Linked DNA regions of Mus musculus: regions 1, 2, 3, 4, 6 and 7 are each linked to region 5. A link is a contact called in public HiChIP or PLAC-seq and promoter capture Hi-C data. All regions are on one chromosome and are shown on one strand. Each heading gives the region's core, a stretch centred on a gene start, on an enhancer-like site or on the middle of the called end of the contact. The rest is flanking DNA. Distances are from core to core; before and after follow the strand shown. Region 1 holds the start of Cactin (cactin, spliceosome C complex subunit). Region 2 holds the start of Tjp3 (tight junction protein 3). Region 3 holds the start of Dapk3 (death-associated protein kinase 3). Region 4 holds the start of Nfic (nuclear factor I/C). Region 5 holds the start of Arid3a (AT rich interactive domain 3A (BRIGHT-like)). Region 6 holds the start of Tle2 (transducin-like enhancer of split 2). Region 7 holds the start of Zfr2 (zinc finger RNA binding protein 2).

Region 1 (3,145 bases), core at 283-2,782, 1.4 Mb before region 5:
GTCTTGGGGAGTCCAAGCTAGACGCTGATGACCCCGGGGACCACGAGCGCCTGTGACCCTTACGGGCCCAGGAGCCCTGAGCCCGCTCCTCACCCGAGTCAGAGCATGAGGACTGGTTCTGTGAGTGCCATCGGGGTGGTCGAAGGCTCTGGCTTCGCCTCCTAGACTTCTGCCGCTGCTCTCCTTCCGAATCTGACCTGTGGGAAGGACACATCAAGACCTGTTCAATGCTGGCTGCTGCTGGGCACCATCCTAGGTGCTGAGGTACTTGCCTAGAATTCTAGCCTCACCGGCCTGTAAATCACATTGCTCCCCACATGAGCTAGGCTGTCCTTCATAGTAGAGCTACACAAGTCCCAGGGCCATAACAGACAATACAGCAAGAGAAATGAAGGTTAAAAGTGAGGGAGTAGTTCTTTTTTATGTAGTTTTTATTTTCTTTTAATTTTTGATTTTTTTCGAGACAGGGCTGGCTTCTCTGTGTAGCCCTGGCTGTCCTGGAACTCAGAGACCCTCCTGTCTCTGCTTTCTGAGTGCTTGTTTTATTTTAAATATGACATCTACAATGCTATCAGGTGGGAACTCCCTCTACAGCCAGGCTGGTTCTTATCTGTCTCCTAAGTGTTGGGGTTACTGGTGTGTACAGTGCCGTCAAGTCCTGCTGAGATGACAGGTAGAAGGGATGAGAAATGACAGACGAGAGGCCCAATAGATGGACTCTCTGACAGCCCAGGAACCACGAAAGAGGAATACCACCAGGTAGTATTTTGAGGACATGAGTTCGAATCCCCAGTACCCACAGTAAAAGATAGATGTGGCTGTTCGGGCTTGTATCTCCAGTGCTGTATGAACGGTGTCCTGATTAGGCTTTGGTCAACTTGTTAGAAGTACTGCCAGTTGAGAAGAAGGGCTGTCAACTGAGCAGAATTAACTATGAGGAAATGCAAAAAACCTTAACTGTGAGGCAATGGCTTGTAATCCCGAGCATTCCAGAGGCTGACGCAGGAGGCCAGCCCGGGACAAGACAATGTCTATGAATGCAGAGGTGGCGAGTGGAGTCATTCGGTCCCCTATGCTCATGGCCCGCGGTCCCCGGAAGTCTCCTTTGCCCCGGCGCAGCCCGGCATCTCGGATACTGCCCCGCCTGTCCCTCGGCTCCCAGGCCCGAGCAGCCCCCAGGACGCTCACCTGCGCCCTCGGCTGCGCCGCTTGCGTTCGCGCCGCCGCTCGTGTTCCCGTCGCCTTCGGCTGCTCCGCCCATGGCTCCGGCTCCGGCTCCGGCTCCGACTCCGACTCCGACTCCGACTCCGACTCCGGCTGCGGCTCCGGCCCCGGCTTCGACTCCGCTGCTTCCGACCCCTGCGACCCACAGACCGTGAGCGCGAGCGAGAGTCCCGACCCATTTGGCGGCCCGCGCCGCGCATGCGCGCGCGTAAACAACCAGGAAGCTTGGCGCCGGGGGCTTTCCTTTGGCGCGGCGCTCTAAGGACTGTCCAAAGTGCGCCTGATCACAGGGAATGACTTACTCCCTCTAACCGGGACTCCAGGGACAACATAACCCGAGATTTCTCCGGAGTTCTCAAGCTGGGAACACATAGTAGATTCCTAACGGGACGCCGTTAGAACTAGCGGATTGACGCTCCATTCATGCAGTGAAGGAGACTGACCTAGGTGGGCCCTCCCTCGCGCCCTAGGTGACCGGCGAGTAGCGTGCTTAGGGAGGCGGAGCTACGAGGCGGTTGTTCCAGGGCGGAAGAGGCGCCTAGTGGGCGGAGCCTGCACTTGCATGGGCAGTGCCCTAGGGGCGGAGCCTAGTAGAGGAGCTTATGGGGAAAGAATAGGGCTGGGTTAGGCGGGGCTTACGGAGATCGACAACTGTAGATCGGGAGACCCGGCCGGGGACCTGCGCTGGGCGTGGCCTGAGAAGGAACGCAAGAATGGCGGTTACGGGAGCCGGGGTGGGCGGGGTCTGGTAAACTAGATTGACAGGCGTAGACCAATGGGCGGAGGAGTGCATATCAGGATTTGAGAGGGTGGAAGAGGGGCTGATTGAGGCAAGATTGACATCTGTAACTACGAACTGTGAATGGGTACGGGCAGGATATGTAGTCGAGAGTGGCCGACTGAGGAGTGGGAGGAAGTAGAGCGGCGGTGGGCGGGACCTTGGGGGCGAGATGGACACATTGGATCTGAGGGCGGGGCCAATGAACCCAGAAACTGCGCTTAGGGGTCTTGCTGGGCTTGGAAAAGGACGTCAAAGGGGCGTGGCTAGAGTGGGCGGAACTTAAACCTGCAGGGCCCGGTGTACTTCTAAAAATTGAAACCCGGAGACCCAAGCGCTCGCGGGAGTCCTCGGTTTCTAGGGTAGCCTTGTAGCAACCGGTTCCGAGCTAATAAAACAACAGGACATGAACAGACAGTCTCTGGCTGACTCCAGGACGAGTCTGAGTACTACTACGCCCGCCAGCTTGCGTACTGCGCTCAACTTGTGGCTAATCTATGGATAGGGAAGTTTAGGCTTGGAGAAAGGAAGTCATCTGCGAATTGGGATTCATCATGTGGGATCCAGGGAGGGTTTAGAGCGGGGGAGACAAAACACGTGGTGCCCACCCTTCGCCTGCTCTCCCATCGCACGCACGCATAAGTCACCGGAGAGGAGCTGTTTCTTATTAGAGATTTATTACAGATCTCAAAAAGAGGGGCTGTGACAGGTGGGGCGGGGACCTGGACTGCATACATTTGCCGGCTGCGCTGGAGGGACAGGCCCCTCTGGTTGGTGCCAAGAGGACACTGTGCTTGGATTGTCAAACACCAGACCACATAGGCTGAGGACGAGGGATCCCAAGTCCTGATGAGTAAGACACACGAGGTTTGTAGTTTACAGAATGGATTCAACAATAAAAACAGGATTGGGGGGAGGATGTGCGATGCGATTTTTAACCACCGGAGAGTGGAGCTAGGGGTGAGAGACAAGGGGCTGCAGACAGTACCGTGCCAAGGGACCCCACGGGGAGGGCATATTGCACTGAGGTTGATGTGGGGCTGGACAGGGGACTTGCTGGGATGGCTTGAGGAGAACAGAAGTGGGCCGGAGAGGGCACCTCTTCAGCCTTGGAGGAGCCCCCAGGCCTTACAGTACAGTTCA
Region 2 (3,182 bases), core at 58-2,557, 1.4 Mb before region 5:
GCGGACACTACACGGAGGCAGAGGCAAGCTAATCTAAGACTAGCCTGGTCTACATAGCAAGTTCCAGCCTAGCCAGGGCTACATAGGTGGGACCCTATCTTTGAAAAAACAAAACCCCAAAACTAAAACCAACAAAAAACCCACAACTGGGCAGTGGTGGCACACAGCTTTAATCCCAGCACTCTGGAGGCAGAGGCAGGTGCATCTCCAAGTTTGAGGCCAGCCTAGTCTACGAGATCCAAGAACTCAGAAATCCTCCTGCCTCTGCCTCCCCAGTGCTGGGTCTGAGTTATCCTCAGCTATATATTGATTTAAAGAGACCAACCTGGGCTATAGGAGTGTGGGCGTTAAAGAAATTTATTACATATATTAGAAGTGTATTTTACTACTGTCATTTTATCGCTTTACAACATAAGTTATCAATAAAAATAAGCATATGTCATATTGCAAAATAATAAGATGTATGTAATATATATTGTTTGTTGTGTTTTTGAGACAGACACTCCAGTCTGAGCTTCCTCCTTGCTAGGACAGGCGTGGACCATCCGTTAAGACAATTGCATCAGAAAGAGCGCTTTGGTGTGTGGTGTGGACAGAACTTGACTTAAGCCTGGGCTTCCAAAGTGTGGTCACTGGAGCCCAGTAACAGCACCTTCTGAAAGCGGGTTAGAAGCCTGAATCTGAAGTCTTCTTGCCGCAGGAACTAAGATGGGGTCACCAACTCCTCCAGCGATATGGACACCTGATAAAAGCTGAGATCTCTTTGGGCATCACAGGAAGGAACTAGGTCAGGAGTGCTCGAATTAAGAGGAAGCAAAGTTCAAAAAAAAAAAAAAAACCAAAAAACCAAAAATAAAGTCTGAAACTGGAAAGTCACAAGGGGTCAGGTGTACAGACAGGGAAGTCAATGCCAATAGAGTAGATAATGATCTTGGGTGTGGCTAAAAGGTGTGGTATGGCCTACAATTCCCCAGTGAGGGGGCTGGGGACGTAGTCAGGGGTGGAGTTCCCGCCTAGAATCCCATAGTAATGAGCTGGGCTGTGGCTCCATGAGAGTTTTGATTATTCCAGTGTCCCCCCTTGTGATGAAAGCTGGAAGCTTGACAGCGGGTAAGTTGCAGCGCGAGGCACAGCCCATTCATCCCGTAGGATGCTCAGTGTTTTGTGAGCACCTACTCTGTGGTGTAGATGCTGTGGGGTGCAGGGCTAGCTAGGCCTCTCTGGGTACTCAGGGGTTAAGGCCTGTCTGGCCACGTGAGAGCACCTTGCGACTGAGCCACAAACCCTCCCACCTGCAGGCCGGCCTCTCTTGCACTCACAATTGCGCACAACCTGCACAGTCCTGCCGGTTCCACCCGGCAAAGGGACTCGCCCACCGTTCCTTCCACTCCGCTTTCGCTGAGCAAACAGGTTGCCCGGCCCGAGCAGCCAGCTCGGGTCTCCTCCCTGCCACCCATGCCTGACAGCTATCCAGGACCCAGCTTCCACCTCCCACCCTGCGTCCATTCACTCAGCCTTCCAGACCGGTAAGTCTCCAGCTGAGCTCATCCCAAGGGCTTTATGCATCCAAGTGATCCCATGTCAGGCTCCCGGGACCCCCAAGTTTGCTCTGGATGCCCCCCATGGGAGCCGGAAGCTGGCATCCTGTGGGGACATCTGACACAGTTTCAGAAAGTTCCAGCGGGTGCAGTTTCTGCCCTGGCACAGCGCCCAGCACGCTGCAGCCCAGCCTTCAAAGGGTCTTTGTGAGCGCAGGTGGTGGCTAGGGAGGCTGGTCCCTGATCCCCTAGCAGGAAGGATCTTGGTTCCCATGGGAGGCTGGCCTGCAGTTTTGGGAGATGGCAGAGGAAGTTGGGGTACTCCTGAACTAACTCTTGAGTTTTTCTGGAACTCTCCCTGAGGGTCACCCCATATATCCAAGGCATGAATGTGCCACCTGTCCTAGGTTATACATTGTGGGGACAGGAGAGGACAGGAGCTCTGTCAGCTCCCCAAAGCACGTCTGTCAGCTGAGAATTGCACGACGAGGGTAGAACGGATGGACAGATGCCTAATGGGATTGACAGAGGAGTTGGGAGGGGCACAGGAACCTTCTGTGTCATTTGCCCCAAAACAAAGAAAAACAATTCCTTCAGGAAGGTGTGTCCAGCCACCAACATCACCACCATCCCCCCCCCCCCAGGTTATCTTATTCTCCGGGAAGGATCAGCACACAGGGGGACCTGGCCTTGGGAGTTCTGGTATTGGCTGCTGCACTAGCCCAGCCTCAGTTTTTCATTTTGCACCAAGGAGAAGCTAATGCTATAGTGGCAGGCGCTGGGGCGCTGGGGGCCCTTGTTCCCAGCTCAGTTCCCAGTTATTTGGCACAAAATGAAGTGAAGCCCAAACAGGAGTAACTGCTCCCGGAGGCTGCACAGTAGAGTAAGACTGTCGCACAGGGGGCCTTAGAGCTAACCCCCAAGAAACCTCCCTGGGGCGACATCTTAGAAAAATCCCTGTCTGGCCTGGCACTTCCGTGTGGCACCGATGCTGGGGAAAGTCCACGATGAGAATTTAGGCTCGGTTCTTCCTCCTGGGCCGGGCCGCGTGCCAGAGAGGCAGTGTTTGCTCAGGGTAGAACCCAACACCCTTCGTGGCTGAGGTCAGTGGGACACTTGGCTATGGGGACGGGCTGCCTAACAAAGACGTGTGTATTTCTTGAGCATTTACTGTATGTCACGTATATTGGGAACAAGGCTCAGACATTCATAATTTTATCTTTTCAGCTTTTGGAGACAGGATCTCACATAGCCTAGGCTGGTGTCTGTGTCCATAAGTAGCTAAGGATAACCTTGGACTCTTGATCTTCCCTCCTTACCTCGGAGGCTGGGATGACAGGTGTGCCCCATCATGTGTGGTTTGTTCTACCTTAGGAAGAGAAGACGGGAGCACTGGGGGTGAACTGACGTCTGGGGTGACAGGCCTGGGTAGAAGGTTAAGGCTCAGGCAAGTGTGCTCAGAATGGAGGGAGCCCGGAGCCCGGGACAGGCAGCTGAGCTGCCAAGGTGGGTGGGAGCCATGGAGAGCTGAGCAGTGGGAGAGGGCTCAGTGTTCGTGTGCGCCCTCTGGTGGCTGATAAGGGGGTGACTGTCAGGAAGGATCAGGTGGAGGGGCTGTGCTGAGATGAAGGTTCAGGGGCAGGG
Region 3 (3,584 bases), core at 905-3,404, 1.3 Mb before region 5:
TACTTCCCTAGCAGTAGGCTCATAGATGTGACCAGCACATGACAGGAACATCGCTGAAGCCCTACTGGGATGGCAGCCGGGAGGTTCTCAGGGGTGGGGGCTGGGGTGGGGAACTCCAGAAGGAAGTGGTTCAGGGTCCCTAGGCAGGAAAACTCCTCCTCAGCCTGCCTAGTACTGGGAAGGTTATTTACATTCCATGGGGATGACATCATAGGGCGGGCCTTGATGCCCCCAGAAGGCTGGCCCAGAACTCACCAAATAAGGTCTGAAGCCCCTTAGAAAGAGGAAGGGCCTGGCATGAGGAGGTGGGAGGGGGAAGAGGGAGGGGGCTCCAAAGCACGGACAGGCATGAGAGCTAGCCTAGAAAGAGAATCTGGCTTTCTCAAGAAACACCAAACAGAAAACGGTGTCCTGAACCATCCCGGCACTGGGGAGACACCAGTATAAAAGCATCCATGTACAGAACTCAAGAAAGGCAGACCCAGCAAGTCGTAAAACAGCCTGTGCAGTGTGGTGGGACATCACCCAGGGCTGCCAAGGACTCCCTGAGCTCAGTCCCTGGAACTGGCTCGCATGGGAGAGGAGAGCACAGACTCCAGGAAGCTGTGCTGTGACTAAGACACATATGCACACAAAATATAGTAATTACATAAAAGAAGTTCAAGGCCAATCTGGGGGACATGAGAGCCTGCCTTTAAAAAACCAAAATCAAAATCAGCCAAGGCCAGGGTGGTGGTGCAATCCTTTAGCTCCAGCACTTGGGAAGCAGAGGCAGGAGGATCTCTGTGATGAGCAAGTTCCAGACCAGCCAGGAGTACATAGTAAGACTCTGTCTCATGGGGGAAAAGAAGAAACCGAGCTGAGAACAATCCCATAGCAGACAATGCTCCGAGGCACTGTCCCCGGCTCAGGGGCAGCAGCTACAGGTCTCTGTGTCTCTCTCCACAGAGGACACGAGAGAAAAGGAACTCAGGTTCCCTGTCATCTGGGAACCTGAAGTCTGGCGTGGTACCACCAGAAAACTCTGTGGCCACTGCTTCAAGACACTGAGGAGAGGAAGGGCACCCACCTCCCACGCCACTCACCTGCCAAGCTCCTCTCCCATCTCATAATGGTCCTCAACATCCTCTTGCCTGAATGTGGACATGGCGGCTGGCCTTCTGAAGGATTCTGGGGACACAGGAGCTGGAGGGACAGAGGAAACAGGAAATGTTTATCACGGATCCGACTTCTCCCAAGAGGCTTCCCCAGCATATGTGACACACAATGCCCCTGCCCCAGATTTTCTTTGGTCATCTACAGCCTCTACCCACAATTTGGTCATGGTAGAGCAAACCTGACACCCCACACTGGGGAGCGGAGGGCTGCACGGCTACGAGTTCAAGAGCATACTCAAATACTTGGTGAGTTACAAGCCAGCCTGAGTTCCATGAGACCAGCTCAAGTGACTGGAGAGATGGCTGAGACGGTAAGAGTGGGTGCTGTACTTGCACAGTCTCCAAGTTCAGTTTCCAGTGCTCACTAGTATCTCTAACTCCCAGGCCTGATGACCTCTAACGCTCTCTTCAGGAACCTCAGGTACCTGCGGGCACTGTGACACCCCTCTCAGAAACAAGCATAGATATAACTAAAAGAAGCGGAACAACATCTCTCAAGCAGTATATATATATATATATATATATATATATATATATATATGTACAAAACTATAAAACACAATACAGTGTCAGGTGCCCTTTACCCTAGCACTCAAGAGGCTGAGGCTGGAGGATTAAACAGAGTTCCAAGTCAGCGTGGGGTTCTCTACTCGAAACACTTCCATAGCGTCCGGCTCTTGAAATTCCTACCTAGCTTCCTCACCTGTCAATCATGCCCACCAGCACCCCGGAACTCAGGGGTGTCGCCGGAAACCTGACACATGCGCAGCAGTGTTGCTATTCCTAGAGGTCCACCCCTCGAGATTGGAGAAAGCCATGCCCCTCGCGGGTTCCCTCCCCTCGCTCCCGCCCTCGTCGCGTGTCCCTTGGGTCCCAACACAACGTCCCGGACCCGGCCCATTCGTACCGTCCTCAGCCATCGAGTCCCCGCCCGGTGCCAGCGAGGCCCCCGCGAGAACCTCCGGTACAAATCCTGAGACGGCATCTACGCATGCGCTGACAGCGCAGGGGCACACCTCCGCAAAACCCGAAAACCAGCGCTCATTGGACTACGACTTTAACCGGAAATTGAATGCACACGCTCATTGGTTAGCATCTGACCTCTCAGCGGAAGCGGACGTTGACTAGTGACGTCATCACCCAAGGCTAGGCGAGAGTCCAGTGCTCATTGGCCAGCCTGACAGATTCACAGGAAGGCTCGACACCGCCCTTGTGGAGCACATCATTATTGGGCTCCTGGCTGATGATTGGCTAACGCGAGAGGCTGAAAGCCAATAACCTGGAGCCGGGTATGCGCAGACCAAACCCCTGATGTGCAGGTCTATGGAGTGATTCAAGTTTGTGGAATGGACTGAGGCAGTACTGTGAACTCACAATAAAACCCATTCTGTCGCACGGGGTGCAGTGTGTGTGTTATGTGTGAATCACCGCAGGCCACCTAAGGGTAGCCAGATACCCTGAAAACCAGGAAAGCGTGCGCTGTACAAAACAGAGTTGCGAGCACATGTGGATCAACCACTGTAGTTTATTACTCCAATGATTCATTCCCACAGCCGGGCTGCAAGTCTAAGGCAGGCTGCCTGCCTTCCTGGAGGCACTTACCCCACCTCCCCCTCTGGGGGAACTCCACTTGGCCATGGACCCCAAAAACCTCTGAATGCATTTATTTAGACTTTTGGACATCTGCGCGTTTCCCTCTGAAAATGTTAAGAGCCGTGTCCCGCCCACCCCACAGCCTGCCAGTCCAGCCTGCAGAGAGATTCCCGCTATCTTGTAATTCCGAAATAAATAGAATTGGTAGCAAGTGAGTGCTGAGTGATGTCAGGGTGGCCCCAGCAGCCTCTAGAGGAGCACTGTGGGACAGTCTCAAGGTGTCTTCTGATGGGTGGGCACTGTGCAGCATGTGGCAGTATCAGGCTGCCTACAGTTTGTCCAGGAAGTTGTCCAGCGCTGGGATGCCCTCTTTCAGGCCCTTGCGCTTGCGCGTCTCAGCTACCACTTGGCTGGGGCGGCTGCTGTTGTCAAAAGGATCCCCAGGCAGGATCTGCCAGTGGTCAAACACGCACTGGGGGAAGGCCTGGCCGCCGGTGTTGGATCGCAGATCAGCGGTGAAGCCTAGACAGAAGACAGGAGACTCAGGTGACTTCCCTGGGGGGGTGGGGTGGGGGGGGGACATGCTTAGCTGTCTTGCCACCCCTCCCAGGAGGGATTCCTGGGTCCTTTGTTTTGGTTTCTCTGTGTAGTTTGTAGCTCTGTCTTTCCTGGCACCCTTAAGCAAGCTGGCCGTGATGACAGAAATCTGCTTCTGTTCTGCACCCCGCAGCTATATTACACAGGCCTTGCAGGTTATCTGCAAACCCCAGGGACCAGACACTCACCAAAGGACTCATTGACAGGCAGGTATGCCTTGACCACAAACATGGGGGT
Region 4 (3,260 bases), core at 262-2,761, 1.5 Mb before region 5:
CTGACTTTTTATTTTTTTAACAAATGGGTCATATGCAGCTGAGGTACAAGTCTAGTGTCCTCCTGAGCCTCCCGATGCACCCTTGGCACATGGTCACCTCGGTGCTGGTGTCTGCTTGCATCTCCACAACCCAGAACATTAGACACCCACGGGGAAACTGAGGTTCAGGGAGAATGATGTTTATTGGCTGGGACAGAGCCACACATGCACACTATGCATGCATTGAACCTGCTGTGTGCTGTCCCTAATATAGGGAGGTGATCAGTATGGGCTCATGTAGCCCAGGCTGGCCTTTGGCTTCTGACACTCCTGCCTCTTCATCCCTGCTGGGATGACAGGTGTGGGCCCTGGTGTCCTGGACATCCCAAGGGCGCGCATCCAATCTGACAGGTGGTTTGGTCAGTATCCGTGGGTACTCCTAATAGTGTCACTCACAGGCATCTCCTGGGGTATGGACCAGGTGGCCGGTGTGCCAGGCAGGCACCTGGGACCCGACACCCCAACCAGTGGTTTCCTTCTCTGGGCCTTGGCTTCACTGGAATTACAGTGATAACGGATTAAAGCATCTTACTGCTCTGTAGCACACTCTCCCCCCAGCCCTCACATCCCATGTCCTTGGGTCCCTGGGAGAGAAATAATTGAAAAAGGCCTAGACTTGTGAGTGGACACTGGTGGCCGGGGTGGGGGTGTGCAGGCTTCTTCAGACGCTGCCTTCAGAAAGGTGATCTCCAGCTGGGCAAGGCCCAGCATACCTGTCTTCCCAGGAGGCTGAAGTAGGAGGATCCAGAGTTCAAGGTCATCTTTAGCTACATAGTGAGTTCAAGGCCAACCTGGGCAACATGAGACTCTGGCTCAAAAATAGTAATAATTAAAAGAAAGGAAGGAAGGGAAGAAAAGAGAAGAAAAATGAAGTTAGTTGGAGTGAGATTTCCCTGTGCCTCAGATTCCCCAAATATGAAATGGGCAGCCTGGACACTGATCTAAACTTGGGGACCTGGTTGGCCTGGATCACCCCACTCTGCTCTTTATCACACAGTAGTGTCAGAGCCTGGCCTGGCCTTGAGTCCTGCACCGCACCCTTCCCAGGGACCCCATACCTGCTGCTAGACCACTTATTGGCTTTTTAAGGGAAAGCCTCCCACACTGGTCCCCCTCTACCCTACTGGCAGTGGCCACTTTGAGGGCACAGGTGAGGGGACAGATGGAGTTTGGGGTACAGTTGGGGGCAGAGGCAGGCTGCTGCAGGGACTCAGGTGGGATGTGGGGGGCAGCTAAGGGCTCAGCCCCATCTCGTGGACCTGATCGCTGTGTCCTCCTCTACAAATGGATAGCTCTAGAGGGAGGGGACTAGGGGGTCCGCGTGTAGAGACATAGTTTGTTTGTTTGTTTGCTTGCTTGTTTGCTGTCGGCGATTTCTTTGAAAGTTGGATGCGGGCGGCAGGGAGGGAGCGGGGGCGGGCGAGAGGCGGCGCGGGGCGGGGAGGACGGCGGAGGGAGGAGCGGGAGGGCGGCTGCAAAAATGACTCAGTAAGTTCGGCGGCCGCTCGGCCTCTGCGCCTCCGGTGCCAGCGCCCCGGGATGTATTCCTCCCCGCTCTGCCTGACCCAGGTACGCACCCCGCTCCCGGCCTGGCCCCGGCCCGCACCCCGGCTCCACCTGGAACCGCATTCTTGCAGTCTGGAACCTCCCCTCCGCAGCGGGGGTGGGAAAAAAAAAGCGCGCGCGTCCTCTCTACCCACCCTCTTCCAGGCCAGGGTGTTCCTGGCATGGACCTGGGGTGCGGGCAACTCTTGAGATTGGGGATTCCATCCTCGTTAAGCTTGATTGCACACTTGGAACCCCATTTTCTGGGCCCCCACTTTGATCTAAATCGGCTGTTTTTGGAACTCTCTCTCGTCTTGGCTGGATGGGGGGGGGGGCTGGCGTCCTCCCCACAGCCCTCACCCTTTGCACCCAGGAAGTCTGGGTCCCCTCCAGATGGAGAAGAGAGTAGGTGTCCGCAGGAAGCACCCCACCCGCACGTAGAACGCTCCCCACCCGCCCGTAGGACTGATCTTGGGGTTCCCTGCTGCACTGTAGGTCTCCCTAGCTGTGCGGTAAAGGGACCCCTAGACTATTTGTTCGCGAGTTCTTGGTTTCCCAGGTGGCCGCCCCCCCCTCCAGCTGGCAGTGTCCCCCTCCATTTCAGGCCCACGTGTGCGCGCGAAGGGGGAGGGGCGCGCGAAGTTGGCGCGCGGGGGGAGGGGCAGTCTTGCGGGTGTCCATCGCGGGTCCCCCCCCTTCCCTGGCTCAGCTCCCCCCCAGCTCCGCATTGATTCTTGAATTATTGAGCCGAGCAGGCGCTGCCAGGCGGCTGGCGGGAGGAGCAGAGGCCAGGGCTGGAGGAGGAGGAGGAGGAGGAGGAGGAGGAGGAGGAGGAGGAGGAGGAGGAGGAGGAGGAGGAGGCCGCGGCGGCGGCAGGGGACTGGCGGACACTGCGTACTAGGTGGCCAATCCAGCACCTGCCCTGCTGTGCCCCTCTGGCTGGGTTCCAGCATCTGAGGGAGAGTGGGGAGGGGTGCATCCATCCCTCCAGGGGACCCCCCTTCAAGGAGCCCCCCAGCTGTGTCTGCCCCCTGGAATCATAAGCCTGTCTTTTCCAACTCCACAGCCTCTTGTGATTTTTTTTTTTTTTTTTTTGCTGTGTCTGCCTCAGTTTCCCCTGAAAGAGAGTGAGACATAGTGGTCTCCAGACTGTGTTGGTTCTGGGAATTGCAGTTGTCTGATGTCCTGAGGAGAACTTTGTGAGGGCCATGGTTGTTTTTGCCAGGGAAGACCCAGGTAGCCCATCTCAGGGACAGGATCCTGGGGTCCTCCACTCCTGCGGGTCCCTCCATCTTGGTAAGAGGTGCAGTTCTGTGATCCCCAGGGGAGACCCTCATACTGAGGGAACCCCAGCCTGCCCTACCCAGGGTTCCCTGGTGACCTTGGATAAATGCCTGCCCCTCTGCAGGCCTCAGTTTCTACTTCAAGTGAGATTTGAGGAGTGGGTCACCCCACAGCCCAGGGCAGGCGTTGCTCAGTTGCCGCCAGAGCACCGGCATTGGGATGTAATTGCTGTGTGACCCCAGGGAGACTGGAGTCTCTGTGCTGACTGACTACTGGTGGCTGAGAGGTCTGAGGCAGACGTGGCCGGCTGGAAGGCAGCCTGGGCACGTGGAATTCCCCGTCCTGGCCTTCTGGAGGCCTCCATCCAGGCTGCTGCTGGGAGCTGGGGGCGG
Region 5 (3,350 bases), core at 30-2,529:
TCACTAGCTCGGCCAGGCCTTGCAAAACACGGTTATTTGGAGTTGTGCAAGGCCAGGGCCCGAGGGTGGCGAAAGGGGCCCCTCTCTCCTCCAAGGGAGGTGGAGGGGGAAGGGCAGGAGCTGGGGAGGGGGCTGGGAAAGAAGGCACTGTGCCCCCCCAGGAGACGTGTGCAAAAACACACCCCAGTCAGAGGACAAATGTAAAACAACAACAAAAAAACAAACAAACAACCCCCCCAGTGGAGTCGGTATTTCAAAGGCTTCTTGGAAAGAGCGAGCTGGGGAGGGGGGGTGACCCTGCTGCCCAAGTCGTAAAAAACGGAAGATATTTGACAAACCCGCTGCGAGTTGACACACACGCGCGCACTCCGCGCTTCCTGCTCCCTCTTTTGTGTCGGGGGGGGGGGGGCAGGGGACCCTACCGGAGGGATCTGGATGGGCGCACCCCGCGGGGCAAGTGGAGACCCCAGTCCCAGTAGTACACTGGAGCTAGGGAACGAAATGGGGGGGGGGAGATGGGCGGACCCCGCTGGACACAGGTTTGGAAGAGAAAAAGAACTGTAGGTACCGGGGCGTGGTGGCGCGCCCGGCCTGGGATTTTCCCAAGCACTTGGGAAGGAAAGCTGCGGCAGGGGGATGGCCTCGAGTTTCAGGCTAGTCTGAGCTTTAACTCGAGTTCTAAGTCAGCCCGTACTACACAGTAAGATCCTATCTCCAAACATCTTTTTTAATTAATAAGAAAAAGCAAAACCATGTTCCCAGAGCGCAGCCCCCAGTCCTCTGCGCGCGCGCACATACACAGACACACACACCCCGGGTCCGTTTCCTTCCGCCAGGGGACAGCGCGCACTCGCGACCCCCGCGCACTCGTGTACCGGATGAAGGTCTCCAAGATCTACAACCGCAACAGCCACCCCAACTCTGATCCGTCAAGTCGCATACTCAGCCCTGCACCCCTCTACGCGCGCGTCTTTGCCTAACTTTGGAGACCCCGCAATTGTCGGTTTCCAGGGTGCCCTACGCTGCCACCTTTAGGAGAGATCGCTAGAGCCGCGCTGCAAAAGGCCTTACCGCCCGGGGTGGCCCGGGGGGCGCATGCCCCGGTGCCCGGAGCCCAGCCCAGAGTCCAGCCTGCTGGTGGCCTCCGGTGGCCTCTCTCCCCCTTGGCCTCCCCCTGGTGCCCAGTGCACGCTCCTGGCTTCGGGGTCACCCGCCTCACCGAGTCTCCAGGCCGCGTCTACATCTCCATCCGTCTGGATCGGATAGGGACGAGGTCTCCGCGCGCGACCGGGCCCCCCGCCCCGCCCCTCCCCCACCCAGCAGACGAATCGCCGTGTGACAAATTGCTCTCAGATGCAAATACCTCGCCGGTGATTCAGCAGCCCCGGGGACGCAGGAGGAGGTGGTGGGTGTCTCTCCAGGGTCCCCCTTTCCAAGCTTTCCCAGGACACCACACCGGGGTCCCCCTTCTCCAACTCAATCTGAGGACGTCCACGGTGGGAGGAGGTGGAGGGGAGCCGGAGAGCCGCCACAGAGTGGACGGAAAACTTCAGGTCGCGGCCCCTTTAAATGATAATAAATAATAAAAGGAAGGGGGAACCGGACTGAGGGACGCTCCGCCCCCATCTTAGGGACCGTGCGCAAAGTGCACGCCGCAGCCCACGGCGCAGAGGCCGCGAGCGGGAGGGCGGGGCTGCGAGAGCCCCATCGCGGGAATCCCGAAGAGTTAAAAAGGGTTCCTCGCCCCACCTCTGAGCGGAAAGTCACCTGGGCCCCCGGCCGTTTCCTGGTTTCACCCGGAACGCAAGATGGATAAGCCAAGCTTGGAGCTGGAACCTCCGCCCACTATGCTACCCTAACCTTCCGGGCCTGAGGCTCCACGTCTCTGAAATGGGCTTAAAAACCCCCGGCTAGGCTAGATCTGCGGGGGCTGGGACGCTGGGGTGTGAGGGCGCTGCGTGCGCAAAAGCACCGGGTTGGGCTGCGCGCGCGTTCGAGGAAATGCGAGGAACCGTGACGACCGTACCTAGGAGCGAGGGAAAGGAGGGCCATCCTTTAACCAACTCAGTGAAGCCCCTGCCTCGGTCTACCCAGTTCGTCTCGGGAGAGTACTGGATTCTGAGGTCCCATTTTGCAGGCTGGGAAACCGAGGCATGATGTGAGCTCAGCTAGAAGTTGAGACGATTCTAGTGGGTAACGCCAGTGCTCAGGGCAACCCCCGACCTCGACTAGTTCCCCATAGGTGGTGCTCAGGTCCCTTGTTAGACTGTTGTGGGGATCTTGAGCAGTCTGCCCCTTGAAAGCCACTTGTGTGAGTGTCTGGAGAGATGGGGTGGCTCCGGCCAATCCAAGTTCCCGGAATCCTCCCTAGAATCTGAGACTGCAGCAGTTGCTTGGAACCTTAGCCTGCAAGGCTAAGAAAGTTGCAGGTGGCAGCGAACTGCGCCTTCAAACTTTAGACACCTTGATGTGTTGGGGTGTGGCCCCGGGGTGGAGCTGGGCCTGCACACCAGCATTCTTCTCCAGCATCAAACGGGCTACTAGCAGATCTTTCTCCCTCTAATCATCTTGTGTGTCCCCTGTAAACTTGGGCAACCCCCCAAAACATTCTGCCAAGATAATGAAAGCAACATACATTCCCATTCTCTCTCTCTCTCTCTCTCTCTCTCTCTCGTGTCTGTGTGTGTGTGAGAGAGAGAGAGAGAGAGAGAGAGAGAGAGAGAGAGAGAAAGAGACCGAGACCAGAAGGGCTTCAGCAGCTCACGCATAGAGGTCCTAGGAAAACTTAGTGGAGTCGGCTTTCTCCTTCCACCTTTATGTGTATTCTGGGATGCCAAGATTCTCAGGACGCCAAGCTTGTCAGCAAGTGCCTTTACCTTCTGAACCTTGTTGCTGACCCCTAAAATACTGTTCTTAGTATTTTTTGATAGAATCTTCAAAGACAAAAGCCTAAATCTGCTGGTCCCTTTTTTATGGCAGGGATATATTTAGCCAAGGGTCCAGGTGGCAAGCATAATGACATAATGACAGGTCTCCTTATGACAGGTCTCCTAATTCACAAGATACAATTCTGGCAACTTGAAAGGCATCCGACTCGCGCCGCAGGGTGTGCGCGCCGCCTGCCGGGCGCCAGCGGAACTGCGCCCAGGGTAAGATTTTTCATCATGGAGGCGGGGCTTCAACCCAGCAGTGGAGGCCGCCAGGTGGTGCTATCGCACCTGAAAAGACGGTTTCCCACGTTAGATTGGGAGAAACTGAGGCCTGAAGTTCTCCTACATAGCTTTTTTTCTGTTGAAGACAGGGTGTGAAGTCATGAATCACGAAGTGTATCACGAAGTTAAAGTACAAGG
Region 6 (3,401 bases), core at 516-3,015, 1.6 Mb before region 5:
ATCCACTCATCAACAGATCTCTGAACCCTCAGGACCCCCTAGAGCCACTGGCCACTTTGGGGACTCAGGGTTAATTACAGACCTCAAAGTCAATCTCCACATAGAGTGTATCTCAGAACCCTAACACCATAGGCTGGAGTCTCAGAAGCCCATGGGATCAACCATGCAACTCCAAATGCTATCTCAGAAGCTCAAGCCCTCAGAACCTTCAGGGCTATCTCAGAACCTCCAGTCCTTGGAACTGTCAGTTATCTCAGAACTTTCAGGGCTATCTCAGATCCTTGAACCCTCAGAACCTTCAGGGCTATCTCAAATCTCAGATCCACTCAGAACCTTTGGGATGACCACCTGAAATGTGGATGAACTTAGTTAGACCCTCCCCGCAGACACCCGTACCCCACATGGTCACCTGTTTATGCATCTCAATGTTGAGTCCGTAGGACATCTCGTAGTACTGCAAAGGAGACAGTCTTGGCCAGTGTGGATAGCTGGTGCCACCCTGGGGACACTGATGGGGTGCAGCCTCGAGGGGGTGGTACGAGTATCAGGGCAAGACACAAACACCCTGAGCCCCATGGAGACCCAGACAGGGAACCCACAAGATGGATCACGGATGGGCTCAGAGAGATAGGACAATCAGGTAGTCCCCCAAATTGGAGGGGGGGGGAGACCCACAGAACAGTGCCTGGTATCCCAGCCTGCCCTTTTTAGGGAGAACACGGAAGTGGGCAGAATGGGCAGGTACTCCTTACCATCACATAATGCCTTTGCATTTCTGTCTTCTCGCTGGCCAGCTTCTCACATTCTAGCTTGAGGCTGGGCAGGAAGAATAGACAAAAATGGGGGTTGACTTGCCACACCCCACATGGGTCAGTTTCCACAGTGACAGGCAGAAGCTGCTGGCTCCCCATTCCTTTAGAAACTGTTCCCAGTCCTCTCGAGCCCAGATCTACTCCTGGGACCAAAACATTCTCAGGGAAGGCTTTCCCTGAATCCATTCATCTCACACTCTTCTGGGCACCACCTCCACCAGAAAGCCCTCCAGTAGGCCCAATGAGCCCCGCCCCTTGCCCTAGAAACCACGCCCCTCCAAGAGTCCCCGCTCACCCCCATGGGGCTTCCCAGGGCCCAGAACTAGGGCTCCCTCACCTGTGGTACTGAGCTTGAAGAAACTGGAATTCCTCTTTGATCCGGTCACAGATTTCCAGTACTGAGAACTTGAAAGGCTGGCCAGACTGCAGCGGGGTCTGAGGGGGAGAGTGGGAAAGGACACTAGGGTGAGTTCCAGGGCAACAGCAGGCAGGAGTCCCCTCCCTGGTCCCCACCTCCTGCAGCCAGAGATGGGAGTCTCCGTACTCACCGGGTGCCTTCCCTGAGGGTACATCCTGCTGATGGATGGGTGAGAGAATGGACCCCCCCAGCTTCTTGGAGGCTTGAGGATGTGGCAAAGGGACGCTGAGGTGCAGAGGTGGCGCTGGGGAGAGAATTGGGTGCGGGGAGGAGCAGGCAGTAGAATTTGGGGTGCTAAGCTAGAGCTGGGGTGCAAGGAGACTGAGCCTGGAAAAGCTAGGAGAGAAGCCGGAGCTGGGGGAGGGATTTTTACGCAAAGAAAGAGCAGCCAGGGAGAGCCTGTCGGGGCAGGGGACCAGGACCCCGCGCTGCGCCCCCCCTCCAGCCAGCGCGTCCGGGGTTGTACAACCCAGGGGCAGCTGCAGTCAGCGCCGCAGGTCTGTGGCCGCCGCCCGGGGTCGGCGCTGGTGGCCTCAGTGGCTGCGGAGCCGCCTCCCTCCGCGGGGCTCGGCTGGGAGCCGCGGGCGGGACCCGCCTTAAGGTGGCACCGCCGCCCCCGCCTGCTCTGCTTCTTCGGTTCCAAGACCCGCTGGGGAAACTGAGGCTTGGGTTCGATCCTAGTGTTCCCGCCCCACCCCCACTCAAAAAAAAAAAAAAAACCGGGGGGAGAGAAATTAGGCAAAAAAAAAAAAAAAATCTCTGTGCGCGCGCCTCTGGAGCCGTGGGGGCTGCAAGTGGCTTCTCTGGGACAGCGACACTATGCCCTTATGAAGGATAAACATCCCCAAGATCGAAAGAGAGAGAGATACACACCTGTCCCAGGAAGAGCAGACCCAGGCTATGCTTGTCAACCAATGCTGCCCCACTCTGGAGAGATCCAGGACAGAGCCCAGGGCAGCTTGGTCAGGCTCAGAGCCCACTACAGACTTGCATGCTAGTGCCACCACCAGCCAACTGGGTGGCCTCCTCTATCCAGATTGGGCTCCTAAAGGACCAGACTCTTTAAACTTAGTGCATAGAACTCTTGTGTATCTTGAACCGGAACACTAGAAAATCTTCTGCAGGGGCTTCACCACTGACCCCGCCCCCAGACCTTCACTGGGAGATTCTAGGCAGCAGCTCTACCTCTGACCACACCCCCAGCCCTTCACCGAGGGATTCTAGGCAGAAGTCACCCATGACCACGCCCCCAGCCCCTCACTAGGGATTAGAGACTCCACTCTTGACCACGCCCCCAGCCCCCTTTTACTTTTGGAGGCAAGGCCTTGCTAAGTTGCCCCTGCAAAGCTTGAGCTTGGAATTCTCAGTCCCTGTAGTAGCTGGGACAACAGGCCTCTGTGTGCCATCAGGCCACCTCCTACATCCCATCAAGTTTAAGGGTGTCCCCCAGAGCTGAGAAGCCACCTGTCACCATGGAAACCCCCTTCCCCCCAGGAATCATCCTTTGTTTCCAACTCTGGCAGGACTAGACCTCAGAAGAGGAAGGAGGGGACCCACACCTTCAATCCCAGCACTTGAAATGCAGAGGCAGGCAGATCTCTCTGAGTTTCAGGACAGCTTGGTCTACTGTGGTGGTTTGACCATGCTTGGCCCAGGGAGTAGCACTATTTGGAGGTGTGGCCTTGTTGGAGTAGGTGTAGTCTTGTTGGAGGAAGTATGCCACTCTGGGAGTGGGCTTTGAAGCTCTGCCAAGTGCCTTAGTCAGACTTCTTCTAGGGGCCTTCAGAAGAAGACACAGAACTCTCTGCTCCTCCTGTACCATGCCTGCCTGGAGGCCTTCATGCACCTGTCTCGATGATTATGGACTGACCCTCTGACTCTGTAAGCCAGCCCCAATTGCCTTGGTCATGGTGTCTGTTTACAGCAGTAAAATCTTAACTAAGATATCTACAGAGCAAGTTTCAGGACAACCAGGTTCTACACAGAGAAACCTTGTCTCAGGGAGAGGGAGGGAAAAAAAAAAACCAAGGAAAGAAACCTGAGCTCTGGTCCATCATTAAATCAATCAATAAATGTATGCCTGGTGCTACTGTGAACTACTATGCACTGGGAAACAGTGGGCAACAATCATAGGGGAAAGACCTCACATCCACATTAACGTTTGGATCTCT
Region 7 (3,557 bases), core at 693-3,192, 1.3 Mb before region 5:
GAGCAGATATTTTAAAAAAGAAACTGAGTTTTTATCCATTTAAAAAGATTTATTATTTTTACTTTTTGTGTGGAGTTTCTTTGCCTGCATGTCTGTCTGTGCACCACATATGTACCTGGTGCCTGCAGAGGCCAGAAGGGGGTGTCAGGTACCCTGGGGCCACAGGTGGTTTTGAGCTGCTGTGCAAGAGTGCCAGGTACCGAACCTGGGTCCTCTGAAATGGCAGCCAGTGCTCTAACCACTGGGCCCTTCTCCAGCTCCGAACTGAGTTTAAACGGTTTGATTTGTAAAGAAGTTTGTAGTATGTTTTGTATTGTGATGTTCACTGACAAGCGATCTTGAGGACTAAAGTCACTGCTAAATAGTCGTACTGCTGTGTCAATTTGACAAAGGTCAGTTGTGCTGAACTTTGATCAACTTGACACAAGCTAAAGTCATCTGAAAGGAGGGAACCCACTGAGAAAATGCCTCCATGAGATCAGGCTGTAGGCAAGCCTGTAGGGTGGTTTCTTAATTAGGGACCAATGTGTGTGGCGCCATCCCTGGGCTCTGGTCCTGGGTTCTATAGGACAGCAGGCTGAGCAAGCCATGGGGAGCAAGCCTGTCAGCAGCGCCCTCCATGGACTCTGCATCAGCTCTGCCTCCAGGTTCCTGCCCTGTGTGAGCTCCTGTCATGGTGATCTGGAAGTGTGAGTCACGCAAATCCTTTCCTCCCAGCTTGCTGTTGACTGGAGCGTTTTCTTTTCTTTTTTTTTTTCTTTTCATCATTTGTATATTTGTGTGTGTTGTGCTACGGCAGTGGACTTGCCTGACTTACAGACCTGGAACTCTGGTCCCCACAGTGACCCTCTCACCAGCTCTTGGCCCGGGTGTGTTATCACTGCAACTGTAACCCTAACCAAGCCACTGAGTGAAGAGGACACTCGTCCCCAGCCGTCAGCCCCCAACTCCTCACACACAGCCAAGCGCCTTCTCTCCACTTGGCACGGACATTATTCATGTGGCCTTTTATTTAGAGACAACATCTCCTTTAGTTCTTCAGCCTGGCCTCATACTCACTGTAGCTCAGGCTAGCCCTGAACTTAGACACACACACACTGCCTCAGCTTCTCTCTTCAAAGATTGGATTGGAAGCCTGTGCCACTTGCCTGTGCTTTACTGACTTCCAAAGACCAGAGGCTCACTTTACCCTGCCTAGCTTAGCCCCCCATCCATTAGACACAGAACCCCAGACCCCATCCTCGTCTGGAGAGCCCCCCATCCATCAGGGACTGAACCCAAATTCATCCCTGTCTAGAGGGTAACCCATCTGTCAGACACCAGAACCCCCAATCCATACTCACCTGGAGGGTCCCCCATTCATCAGGGATTAGAACCCCCAATTCAGGCCCATCTGGAGGGTCCCCCATCCACTAGACATCAGAACCCCAGACTCCATCCCCGTCTCGAGGGTCCTCCATCCATCAGGAACCAGAACTCTGACTCCATCCCTGCCTGGAGGATTCCCCCATACATCAGACACCAAAAACTCCAATTCTATCCATCAGGGGCCAGAACACCCCACCCTATTCCCGCTTGGAAGGTTCCCCAAGGTCTCAGGTCCTCTCTGAGGTCAGTCCCCTCCCCCAACTCTGTCCTCCATCCTCGGTCCCCACCCTACCCATCCAGGTCGGTCCCTCCTAGGCTAGCCCTATCCCCACGGGGTCCCCGCCCCCACCCTGCCTGTCACTCCCCGGACTCCCCGCCCCGCCCTCCCGCGGACCCCAGGGGCCGTCGCCCCGCCTCGGGCCCGCCCCGCTCCCCGTGACTCACGACCGAGTCCCGCGGGGTTGGGGCGCCTCGCCGCCCACGGGGCTCGTTACCTGGACGACGGGTTGGTGCCCTGCGCGAGGCCGGAAGAGCTGCTAGCCGCCATGTCCACGTCCTCCCGGAGCCCACGGGAGTGACGTCAGGGCCTTGCCCCCGACGCACCGCCCCGTGCTCGTTCAAGCCCCGCCCCTGCTCGAACCTGCCATCCCTAGCCCCAGAGAGCCTCAGCCTGTCTCCGCCCACCGGCCAAGCCCCGCCCCCTACGGAGGACGCCTAACTCAGGTGCCTCTATGATGATGAAAGGACATCTTAGGGAAGTCGGTTCTAGACCCGGCCTGCCATCCGCCACGTGGAGTCCCAGGGATCAAGGATCAAACTCCAGTAGTTGGGCTTGGCGGCAAGCCCCATCACCTGCTGATGTACACTGCCACCTTCCTTATCTCTTCTTGGACGCAAGGCAGAGAGCTGGCTGATTCTTGAGAAAGCTTGAGAAATTCCAAGGCTGAGAGAGTGGGTGGGTGGCACGTGACCATCCTTGACCTGAGCATGTGTGGCCTCCAAGGCTTAAGGCTCTAGGTGTGTAGCCCACGTCTTTCTAGAAGGCAGGGGGACTGTGGCAGTTTCTCTTGAGTTACATGTGATCTTTTCCCCTATTATTTATTGCAAGCCCTGTGCCCTTGACTTTTGCCTCTGAGAGTCCAACTTCTGACGTGTTCTAGAAAGGTGCAAACTGATTTATCAGTGCTAAAGGAAACACACAAAATGGAGTAATAGCCCAGAAAATGCAAGGAAACCCAGACACCTATTCCAACATGGATGGATGGCCCTTGAGGACAGCATGTCAGCATGAGTCAGACACAAAAGGACACTCGGACCAGGATCTCACTTCCAGGAGGTTCCTGGAGTCCTCAGACTGACAGACACAGGAAGTAAGATATAAGAAGTAGGGAGGTGATGGGCATAGTGTGGGTAGATGGAAGGTTCTGAAAGTGGGTGGGAGTTATGGCCGCACCGACAGGTGAATGAGCCTCGTGCTCAGTGAGACAGTAGGCACGCATTTCCATGGTGGGAAATGCCTAGAACAAACCTGTTGTCAGGAAGAGAGAGCCTATGTGACCTATACTCACATGTACACTCGTATGAACGTAGGAGATCCGAGAGTACTGACAGTACAGGCAAAGGCCTTGTGGCAGGAAGGAACTTGATGTGCTCACAGGATGTGCAGAAAGAACCTTGGAGATCCACTACTATGTGGGGTCTTATATTAGTTACCAGGAAAGATAAGAAACTGAATGGAGGGGGGTTAAACCCCAAACATTTATTCTCTCACACTTTCAGGGACCAAAGTCTGGGCGATTAGTTCTTTATGGACACTGGGGACATCCTTCTCTGCTCTCTTTTACTTCTGGTAACGTCTGGAAATCAACTGCAGTTCTCAGCTGCTAAATCAAATTGTAGCTTAGTCTCCATTTTCCCCAGGACCCTTGCTTGCCATACTAGGCAGAGCTCTACCCCTGACCACTGGCTGAATTCTACATAGGACATCACCTCTGACCACGCCCCCACCCCTCTTTAAATGTTTGTGTGTGTGTGTGTGTGTGTGTGTGCATGTGCCAGTGCATGTGTCAGTGCACATGCAGAGGGCAGACGTTGACATCAATGGCCCTCCGATTGCTTTTCAGTTAGCCCCAGCCTCCTCCCGCGCTTGCTTCGGGCTGAAACTGCCAGTGCACACCAGCTTCTCTGCC

Evidence for each region. Promoter capture Hi-C pulls out the DNA fragments that hold promoters and counts their contacts. HiChIP or PLAC-seq counts read pairs in DNA pulled down with a chosen protein or histone mark.
Region 1: a contact with region 5 is called in a promoter capture Hi-C map of liver, with 4 times the contacts expected there. The contact joins the promoter of Cactin here to the promoter of Arid3a in region 5. A contact is called at or near these places in 4 of 39 promoter capture datasets (the C10 cell line, hippocampal neurons, liver and 1 more) and 1 of 115 datasets of contacts at active chromatin or transcription factors (pancreatic cancer cells).
Region 2: a promoter capture Hi-C map of liver shows a contact between it and region 5, with 9 times the contacts expected there. The contact joins the promoter of Tjp3 here to the promoter of Arid3a in region 5. A contact is called at or near these places in 4 of 39 promoter capture datasets (the C10 cell line, liver and pre-B cells) and 3 of 115 datasets of contacts at active chromatin or transcription factors (astrocytes, embryonic forebrain and pancreatic cancer cells).
Region 3: a contact with region 5 is called in an H3K4me3 HiChIP or PLAC-seq map of embryonic limb bud, with 11 times the contacts expected there. The contact joins the promoter of Dapk3 here to the promoter of Arid3a in region 5. A contact is called at or near these places in 2 of 39 promoter capture datasets (maxillary cranial neural crest and neural stem cells), 1 of 484 Hi-C or Micro-C datasets (CD4 T cells), 3 of 115 datasets of contacts at active chromatin or transcription factors (embryonic forebrain, embryonic limb bud and pancreatic cancer cells) and 2 of 9 other capture datasets (adipose tissue and liver).
Region 4: a contact with region 5 is called in an HNF4G HiChIP or PLAC-seq map of pancreatic cancer cells. The contact joins the promoter of Nfic here to the promoter of Arid3a in region 5. A contact is called at or near these places in 3 of 39 promoter capture datasets (liver and pre-B cells) and 2 of 115 datasets of contacts at active chromatin or transcription factors (bone marrow-derived macrophages and pancreatic cancer cells).
Region 6: a contact with region 5 is called in a promoter capture Hi-C map of liver, with 6 times the contacts expected there. The contact joins the promoter of Tle2 here to the promoter of Arid3a in region 5. A contact is called at or near these places in 4 of 39 promoter capture datasets (hippocampal neurons, liver and pre-B cells) and 1 of 484 Hi-C or Micro-C datasets (B cells).
Region 7: a contact with region 5 is called in a promoter capture Hi-C map of liver, with 2.8 times the contacts expected there. The contact joins the promoter of Zfr2 here to the promoter of Arid3a in region 5.

The regions. Positions count from the first base shown.
Region 1 is chr10:81,319,490-81,322,634 of GRCm38.p6, reverse strand. Cactin (cactin, spliceosome C complex subunit) reads right to left here and starts at 1,532. Exons shown (of 9, transcript NM_027381.2): 1 at 1,189-1,532; 2 at 1-197. The coding sequence starts at 1,424. It overlaps Pip5k1c (phosphatidylinositol-4-phosphate 5-kinase, type 1 gamma), which reads right to left. Exons shown (of 18, transcript NM_008844.3): 18 at 2,661-3,145.
Region 2 is chr10:81,289,392-81,292,573 of GRCm38.p6, reverse strand. It overlaps Tjp3 (tight junction protein 3), which reads left to right and starts at 1,307. Exons shown (of 21, transcript NM_013769.3): 1 at 1,307-1,526.
Region 3 is chr10:81,181,577-81,185,160 of GRCm38.p6, reverse strand. Dapk3 (death-associated protein kinase 3) reads right to left here and starts at 2,154. Exons shown (of 9, transcript NM_001190474.1): 1 at 2,065-2,154; 2 at 1,086-1,185. The coding sequence starts at 2,077. It overlaps Eef2 (eukaryotic translation elongation factor 2), which reads right to left. Exons shown (of 14, transcript NM_007907.2): 13 at 3,536-3,584; 14 at 2,652-3,272. The coding sequence ends at 3,079.
Region 4 is chr10:81,425,424-81,428,683 of GRCm38.p6, reverse strand. It overlaps Nfic (nuclear factor I/C), which reads left to right and starts at 1,511. Exons shown (of 10, transcript NM_008688.3): 1 at 1,511-1,608. The coding sequence starts at 1,579.
Region 5 is chr10:79,925,270-79,928,619 of GRCm38.p6, reverse strand. It overlaps Arid3a (AT rich interactive domain 3A (BRIGHT-like)), which reads right to left and starts at 1,279. Exons shown (of 9, transcript NM_001288625.1): 1 at 1,220-1,279. Gm40715 (a long non-coding RNA gene) reads left to right here and starts at 1,629. Exons shown (of 2, transcript XR_001779822.2): 1 at 1,629-2,158; 2 at 3,031-3,350.
Region 6 is chr10:81,573,651-81,577,051 of GRCm38.p6, reverse strand. It overlaps Tle2 (transducin-like enhancer of split 2), which reads right to left and starts at 1,765. Exons shown (of 21, transcript NM_019725.2): 1 at 1,361-1,765; 2 at 1,150-1,247; 3 at 753-816; 4 at 410-523. The coding sequence starts at 1,384.
Region 7 is chr10:81,231,548-81,235,104 of GRCm38.p6, reverse strand. It overlaps Zfr2 (zinc finger RNA binding protein 2), which reads right to left and starts at 1,942. Exons shown (of 18, transcript NM_001034895.3): 1 at 1,863-1,942. The coding sequence starts at 1,915.